Regions from separate parts of the Gossypium arboreum genome. Here region 1 is linked to region 2. The links are chromatin contacts, called in public Hi-C maps. All regions are on one chromosome and are shown on one strand. Each heading gives the region's core, a stretch centred on a gene start, on an enhancer-like site or on the middle of the called end of the contact. The rest is flanking DNA. Distances are from core to core; before and after follow the strand shown. Region 1 holds the start of LOC108478650. Region 2 has its middle 7.9 kb from the start of LOC108476854.

The links. A called contact is a pair of places that touch in the nucleus more often than the background predicts.
Region 1: a Hi-C map of leaf shows a contact between it and region 2, with 4 times the contacts expected there. The contact joins the promoter of LOC108478650 here to the enhancer-like site in region 2. A contact is called at or near these places in 2 of 5 Hi-C or Micro-C datasets (both in leaf).

The regions. Positions count from the first base shown.
Region 1 is chr12:45,732,541-45,737,182 of ASM2569848v2, forward strand. LOC108478650 reads right to left here and starts at 1,581. Exons shown (of 8, transcript XM_053023441.1): 1 at 1,102-1,581; 2 at 978-1,020; 3 at 758-872; 4 at 628-672; 5 at 500-559; 6 at 258-362. The coding sequence starts at 985.
Region 2 is chr12:45,637,889-45,642,643 of ASM2569848v2, forward strand. No RefSeq gene overlaps it. Among protein-coding and RNA genes, the nearest start is that of LOC108476854, 7.9 kb to the right of the region's middle. Within about 2 kb of position 1,748, at least 1 of the 2 cell types and tissues checked has an H3K27ac peak or open chromatin away from gene starts, as enhancers often do. A contact at or near this core is called in leaf, where this site is marked.

The DNA of each region.
Region 1 (4,642 bases), core at 331-2,830, 94 kb after region 2:
ACTTTTAAAATACAGGGACTAAATCTCAAATTCTATACAAGTAGATGTATTTTAACTTTATCATCATGCTGGAACTTTGCAACATATATCAAACACTTGATCTAAAGGTGCATGATCGCCGGTTCCTTCATCTTTATGAGCATATAACAGTTGTTACCTTTGAACACAAACATCCCTCCTTGATAGTATCAAAGAGGAAAACTTATATTATAACAGTGAATTTAGGGTTATACAAGCTAAAATGAAATTAGGCTTACCTGTTGCAGTACACTACTTGTTTCGTCAGGGGTGGCCTCAATTGTGTAGTTTTTTACAGCTTCTTGCAGGGACTCAAATCTTGAAAACACTTTAGTCTGCACGACCTAGACAGTGTATGATTGACAAGCATGTGTTTGTTTTATTTTTACACTCCATCAATGTAATAGATGTTTGTGTCCAAAATTACTGAAATCTGAAAAATCGAGAACAAAATACTGCAGAGAATGGAAAAGAGATGTACACTTGCTGGGTTGAAAAATGTACGACCAAAGCCATAATATAGGCCCAAAATATCATATGCCTGAAAAGGAGAATGTTAAAAAAACCAATTAAAGGGAAAATATGGATCCATTAACACACTGATATTACCTCTCGGTTTGGATCAGCGTAAAGGCAATCCATTGGAAATGGTAGCTGAATCAATTTCAGTGAGCCAACTTATGAAATTTGTTAACAACAATAATTATAATAATAATAATAAATTTGGTATCAATGGTACCCGTTCTGCAAGCAAACGTGCTTTGTTAGGTGTACCAACGCCGATTGCAATCAGTTTAACTCCAGCTGATTCAAATCTTGCTTTTGCTTCTTTCAATTCTAAACCAAGTTCCCAGCTAATAATGAATCAAAGAACATAACTTGTTTAGCAATGAATCATATAAATTTACACATACAATAAATAAATAAATAAATAAACGCCCAGTCAAGTGAGGACCAACAAGGGCATCCGAAATGGCGTAGATGTGCAACAACTGCAATTCCCTGTTGGGGGTAAAGAGAATAAATTAATAAAAGGCAAAGATCGGAGCAAGTTTTTAGCAATAAGAAAGGAGTAAAATTTACTTGGTTTTGGTCCCTAAGGTCTTTGAGAATGACAGGCTGATCAGCAGCAGTGAAAATGGTAACATCCCCAAGGACGTCACCTATATCTGCACTGAATTCAGAGGTAGAGGCTTTTCCCACGACCCCAGAGTTGTTGGTGCCATTATTGCATGTGAAAAGCTTGGCTGGTTTTAGTTTTATAGGAGAAGAAATGGGGAATTTTAATGAAGGAATTTGAGATCCAAATTTAAGAGAATTAATTGAAGAAAAATATAGAGGTCGCACCGATTGCAGGTTTTGTGAAGGTAAGGTGGTCATTGTAGGGATACAGAGGGTGGGAAACTGAAAACTTTCCAAGAAACAAAAAATGGTCGATTTATTTTGACCCCAATTTTATTTGATGAAATTTGTGGAGGGAGGAATTTCTTGTTGCTGGATTGGTGGTTGAGAGATCATCAACGTTTCTATTGTGTGGGCTGCTTATTTGGATTAGGTTTTCAATCGGCTGGGATCTAGCCCACTAAATCACTTCTTTTTTTCAAGTCCAATATTATTTCCTTTCTAAGAGTTTTTACCATCTTTTCGTGGCAGTATTGCCATTAGACTGCTCAATGATTCCATAAACTGATTAGCCATTGACTACCACCAACTTAAACCTCCTCCTAAGTTTTAAATTGGTAACTAAATTTTTTTGGGTCAATTAAATATTTGAATTTAATGTTTTAGTTTAAATTGGTACTTAAATTTAATTCTTTTTTTTTTTTAAATTAATATTTACAATGAATGATTTATTTAAACCAATTTGAATTATGAAGCCAAGTTCAAGTACCTAATTAGACACACAAAAAAAAAAAGCTTAAATAACTAAACTAAGTTCGACATCCTTTTCTTTTATCGGTAGTTCCACCAATTGATATGTTTTCACAAATAAATTGAAATTTAATTTCTTTCATTGCATATTCAATTTTTCGAAACTTATAAAGTTCTTCCGTTAAGCTTCGATCCATGAGCGCACAAAATCTTTCAAATTGCATCTGATTCGGCCTAAGTATTGTAAACATTTTTCTATTTTCATCCCCAAACATTTTAAATTTCCCATTTCTCAAAAAAATCCCACTCTTTTTTCATTATTTATCAAATGACATAAATTAATTCAATAATGATACAACTAAATGAAATTTTGTCTAATTTCATATAGGATACGAAAAAAATTATACTCAAATTTGAATTTATATTTACAATAAACAGAATTTATAGATGAGATTTAGCCGCATAGACTTTTGAATAGAATAAACCTCTACCATTATTATTATGATATTACATATTCCAATAACCAATAAAGCATTGCTCTCGATTTCGACATATCAAACATATAAATCAAATAGCCACTGGGCCTTGAAGAGTATTGCTAGGCTTCCATCATAGTAACCACTTCTAATCAAACATCTAATCAAATTGGTGCCCTCTAACTAAGCTGAAACTGGGCTGATTGAAAGCAACGCATGTCCATAAAAGGGTGAATATCATCTTCAGTACCTTGCCCCCCTCAAATTGCACACTTATTGGTGGCAGATCATGAAGCAATCTTTAGCTAAAAAACAAACCTTGCTAGGTAAAATTAATCTCCAAAGGGTTATTCGGCGTTCTGATACAAAACTTGTCTCTCTCTTAGCTATGTAGTCCCTCAGTCTCAACCTCTTTAGCATGCACTAATCTGTAAGCGGATTTTACTACGAAAATATTGTAGTATGAAAAGGTTCGCATTTTGTCCGACTGAAGTTGGGATTGAATTTGAATTTTATATTTATTTTAGATTTTTGTTTAATAGTTTATTAATTTATCATATTTATAGCTTTTTTATTAATTAAAAAGTAAATAGAATGTTAAAAACATGAAAAGTTTAAAAATTGAATTCTTGTTTTTATATATACTAGGTTTAATTTCAGGGCTACACATGTAATATTATTAAATTATAATGTAGTAATACAATTCAATAACTTTTTAAAATATAATTAATATAATTTTCATAATGTACCAATATGAAATTATAAATTTAAATTCAAAATATAAATGAAAGATAGCATAAATTTTGAATCTTAACATCAATGAAAAATCAAAATCAAAATAAATAATATTTTTCTATTTTAATATATTGATATGTAATTGTACGTGAATTATTTAAAATGTGAATATTACAATATTTTATTAAAATTTATGTATTTACCCTTGTGTATTAGTTAAAATTTCGTTTTCAATCAGGTATTGAAAATGTTAAAATGTCAAATTAGTCCTCTGAAAATAATTTTAAAAAAATCAATTAAGCTCCTCGTAAAAAAAGTGTACCTAATTAAGCTATTTGAGTTCATTTTTCCGCCAAAACTCTTGACGGATCGTTAAGTATTGACGCGGTATCCTACCTATAAAGAGTATTGATACTTATTTGTCAAAGAAAGACACTTTTAAAGGTATCAATAAAAATGTATTGTTTTCAAAATTCCAAATTGGCAAAACGCCAAAACGAATTCAATAAGTATCGATACCTATTTCTAAAGTTTTGAAAAAAATTGTATTTTGGTCCTTAATCATGCTCGAATCTATTCTATTGTATCTAAAAGCTTGATTTAGTTCTAGTTATATTCATAAATACTAATGTGCATGTGATTGTAATGGTTTAATGTTTTTATTTTTAAATCGAATTGAATGATATAATTTGTGTGTGATTGTTCTGGTGATTGTGGTAGCATTCTGTAGCTCGGGTTCGGCGACTGGATCGGGTTAGGGGTGTTACATAAGTCCTTGAAGAATTTCCTTGAATAAATCTGATATTTATCTCTAAAAAGTAGTACTTCAATCACCAAAAGATAATAAGACTTTCATGTTTATCAAGCTTGTAACGACCCGAAAGTCAGTGGTGTCAAAAAGTGCGGTTTTAGAACCTCGTTTATGCAAATCAGACTCGCAAATATTGTTATTAAATATTTACGGAGTTGCGTTAGAAGTGAATTGAATTTCAGACAAGTAATTTGGTCAAAATAGTGTTTAATAAGGGTATAGGGACTAAATTGTAAAAGTGTCAAAATTTTTATTACTATATATTTATAATAATTAGAAGTGAATTAAGGAATAAAATGATCATTATACCCACTTATAGGTTAGTGGACGGTAGCTTGGTTTATATTTATAAGAGAAATGTTATAAAATTTTAATAAAATAATAATAATTAATAAAATAAAAATAAAACACTTAATGGAAGAGAAAGCCAATGTTCTTTTCTTTTTTTTTTCAACACTGAAATATAAAAGGGAGAAGGAAGAACCCACGGCCTTAGGGTTCTCAAGTTTCAAGCTTAATTTGATTAGTTCAATTTAGTTATTTTTATTGTAATTTTTATGTTTCCTGTATCTCGATAGCTTAAGCTAGCTAATTCATAACTTATTTTTTTGGTGCTATTAAAGATTGAGAATGTTTCCATGGATGACTAGTTGAAGCTTTATGTGTTAATTTGATAGATTTTAAGTTTAGAGTTGAAAAATGATTAAATTGTAAAGTCAATTAATGGTTC
Region 2 (4,755 bases), core at 498-2,997:
TAGGCTTTGAAAATGAAATTCATGCAATTTAATAATTATTCCAAGTCTAGCCAAATTTCACATTTAATAATTACAACCCATGTATTTCATAAAAATTTAGAATTTTCCATGAATTTTACAACTTTACAATTTAGACCTAAAATCATTATTTCATCAAAATTCACTTTACAAAAATTGTTTATCTATTAGCAACCTTTCATTTTCTACCATAAATTTCAAATTTTCAGCATATTCATCCATGGAAAAACCCTATTACTTTAATAAATTTACAAATTAGTCCCCAAGATAGCTAAATTAAGCTATTACGATCTCGGAAATATAAAAATCATTAAAAACGGGACAGGAAAACATACCTAATTGATCAAAATAAGATTTCTTGAGCTCACTTTCTCTTAGCTAAGGTTTCCATTGAAATAATTTGGGAAAGATGGTGAAAAAGATGATATTTTCATTATTTAATTAATTATCATCTTTTATTTTTTTTCACTTTCCAATTTCATCATTTTCTTTATTTTATTTTCCATGGATGAATCATCATCCTTAACCACTAAGAATTTTTAAATGGTCTATTTACCATATAAGGACCTCCACTTTAAAGTTCTATAGCTATTTAGTCTATCCCTTTAGCTATTAGAACTCAACTTTTGCATTTTGTGCAATTTGGTCATTTATCAAATTAAACATGTAATCGATAAATTTTCTGTACGAAATCTTTATACGACATCACTATCATACTATAGACCATAAATTAATATAAAAATATTTTTTCTTCCAAAATCAGATTTGTGATCCCAAAACCACTGTTCTGATTTTACTGAAAACGGACTATTACATCAATACCTATCTACGAATAGAAGAACATACCTTAAATCTAAGTCTATTTGATAGTCTGTGTCAAAGATAAAAGAAAAAATTGTTTGAATTTTAATTCGCAAATTCATTACGTCCAAAGTTGTTTCATGAAAAAAATTGAACTGTAGAAGAGAAGAGGAAAGAAAGCTTTTGATTGGTACAGACAATGTGAACAGAGAAAGTCATATAGCATCAATTTTAACAACTCAATAACTTAAATAAAAGCTTTTAAATAGTTTAATGACCAAATCGTAACTTTTTTAAATTAAGTGACAAAAACTCATAATATTTAATCATATAATTTACCCTTTATTATATGATATATGAACATTTGGTATAGTTTGTTTACCTTTAAAATTATATTACATATGAACATTTTCTTTCTTGTTGATTAAGTTTTTCAATACCTTTTATTAAAGTAGTGGTGATTAAAATTTAAAAGTTATGGTTCAATTTGTTTAAATATGTATTATCTTTCAATAGAATAATTTTAAAGTTTAAAATTAATACTTGTAATTTTACTAAACAAGAGAGGAAGAAAGCTTATTCAAATCACTACAAAAATGTGATCTTATAAAATATTTTAAGGAGTAGAATATGAAATTTAACAATAATTTTGTTTTTGTTGAAAAAAATTATTCCATAATTGATTCATCATATCTTCAAGGTTTAAATTTTATAACTAACATATAAAGAAAATCTCTTTAACTACCTTGAGTTAAAATTTAAAAAAAAATAGTTTCATCCTTAAAATAAAGATGATTAAATTTAAACAAAATTGAAAAATAACATACCAACCAATGATTGACAAAAATATCTTGCAAGGTGTCTGTGAGCCAATAAATGTTAATGGTGGCGTATTGATGTCAACTTCACCCCATTGGAAGAGCCCAAACATGATATAATGGACCCCCAAGACACAAAAACATATGCATTGGTGGGACAACGCAATGCTCAGGTTGATTGTTAGCTTTCAAAATCATCACACCCTTTGCCCTTTTTCTATTTAAATTTGGACCTTGGTCGGATTATGCTGGATGATGATGGCCTTGTTGTAATTTCGACAGTGATTTATTTGCATGTCATTTTGAGACACGAAAGCCATTCCTCTTTTTCTCCCCTTCAAAGGATGTATATGTCTATGAACCAACACTTGTTTCATTTCAGACCTTACTTCTACCACCTTTTAATTTTATATATAAATTTTCATATATTTTAAATTTAGTGTCCACGTTATATAGCATTCGCCCCTTAAGCCATAAGGTTATACTTTATATTAATAAAATATTTTTCAGTTTTTTAATTATATAACTTTAATAATAATAAAGATTTTAAAGTCAAATTCCAGAATAATTGATTTGGCCCGTACTTATATATTTTAGGTTAGTGACTTTATGATATTTTGATCTGTATGTCTTGCTAAGGAATTATCTTCCTCTCGTAAGGAATTATCTTCCTCTCGTAAGGTGGCAACACTACTGAGAGAAATAGAAAAGAGTTTGATGCCGAGACTAAGAGCACAAGAGAACAAAAAAATACAAATTATCTTCCTCTCGGCTCCTTACGCAAAAGACCTCTCGGTAAATATTTTTACATAAATTATGTTCTTTATTTATTTGACTTATTATTTTTTCTTTTTCTTAATATGTTGTTGTTTAATATATTATTACAATTTTTAGGTTTTTCGATTAAATTATGGTCAACAAAAAGATCAAATCTTTTTTCAAGAAAAGGGTGTCAAAAAGTAATAATGATCAATTAGTTCCTCAACCTTCTGTTATTAGTGGAGAAAAATTAAATATCAGATCTTCCCAAGCTCCTGGACTAGATATTCAGTCTTCTCAATCCCAAGCTCCTGAACTCGATATTAAGTCTTCCTAAGCTCCTGAAAGAAATATCAGGTCTTCTCAATCCCAAGATCTTGAACAAGATATCGAGTCTTCTCAAGCTCCTAAACAAGATATCGGGTCTTCTCAAGTTCTTGAACGTTCTCGTAAGGTGCCAAGAGTCAAAGTAAAGGAGTTTGATGCTTCTTCTTTAGAGCATGATTCGAGATTTCAAAAATCTATGCACGACTTACTTGGTGGCATACATCGAAAAAAAGATGGCTCGAGAATTTTCAATAGATTCTATCATTGATGAGTTCAATTTTATGAGAAAATGGAGGGTGGAATTTAGGATGCCTAGTGTTGAGAAATAGGACTAAGGCCAAGTTTTTTAAATTTAATTTTTGGAATTATAATGGTATGTATGAAATTTTTAGTATAATATTAGTTATTCTTTTTTGCATATTGGAAAAAATATTTAATTTTATGTAGTGAGATTTTTTTCTTTTAATTTTTTACAGTTAAATCGTTCATGCTTTTTAAAAAACATTAAATCGATTTGTTTGATAAGAAAAAAATATCCGAGAAGAATTGACACTTTTTTACGTTAAAAAAAAATTATCCGAATTTAAAAGTTTCGCCCCCTTGAAATAAAATCATGGATCCAACCTTGACAGTGGTATTTAATATTGGTTAAATTATACTCTAAGTTCTTGTAGCCTTCATTTAGAATTTAGTCATTGTACTTTTTAGATTTAAAAATACAAGTCTTTTTGTTATTATAACACCATTAAAACTATTTTGTTAAATTTAGGTGCACGACAATATCAATTTCTTTGTTACACGGTTATCAAGTGAGAATTTCTTTATATCAAAATGTTAAACCAACGAATTTAATAGAAGAATTTTAGTAACATTAACAATTAGATATGAATTTTGAAATTGAAAAGTATTTTAAAAAGAGTTAAATAACAAATGTACAAATATTATGGGTTAGTATTTAGTAGACTAATAGTATATATTTTATTATACCACAAATAGTTTTAAAATATTTATTTTTTAATATGTTATTATATAAGACACTTGTGAAATCCATAACTTTATTAGTACAGTGTAAAAATTTCTATAAATACAATGAAATTTCAAATGTAAATCGAATACAATGGTGTTGGACTGGGTAAAAAGAAAATTTATAAAGAAGGGACATAACTGTAGGAACCTAACCTAAGGGAGTTCAAATGCTTGGAATTACTATAAAGTTTAGAGGAACGAAAGAAGAGGCCCAGACAGTTGATTGCAGCATATGCTGGGTTGGCTTTGATTCGCTTGGCCCGTTTCTAATTATCCTCTATTTTATTTTATTTTATTAATTTGCATGTTTAATTTGTCTTACCCAAAACGTTGTTTAATTTGGTTGAAAGAAAGGGATATCAGTAAATTTTTTAAAAATATTTTGTATATAAAATTAAAATGAATTTAAATAAAATTAATATTTAATATGTTGACAAAACCTAATATTTTTTATTATTATTATTTTACTACACTTTACACTAATATTAAAAATGGTCACATATCTCATTCTTCATACATATTTAATTTATCTTTATTTTACAACCGCATGTTACACTCCTTCTCAGCCTTTCTAAATCCATACACATACAGATACTGAAATTTTCTTTTTAGCCATAGATCCATATATTATCATAGAAATTAAATTGAAAAAATAATATAATAAAAAATTAAATGTGTTTGACATTCTCTTGTTCCATCACCTATGAATCTAAAAGATATGATTGCCCCACCCCCTTATGGAATTTGTTTGTGTTCCACTTTGAAATATTTGTAAAAGGATAAAGTCATTGATGCGGTGGGCGATTAGTCAAATTATTGTTGGACCGACCTACTGATGATGAATAGCTTAAGTCCCGACCCGACCCGACCCGACCTCTAATCTTTTAACAAAGCAAATGCTTTCTCTTTTGACCAATCCATTTGTCTTCACGTAAATCCATTTCCTGTCTCTTTGTTCCTTTTAACTCCCCGTTTAAACCACGCATTTCTTAATCTTAATTAAAGC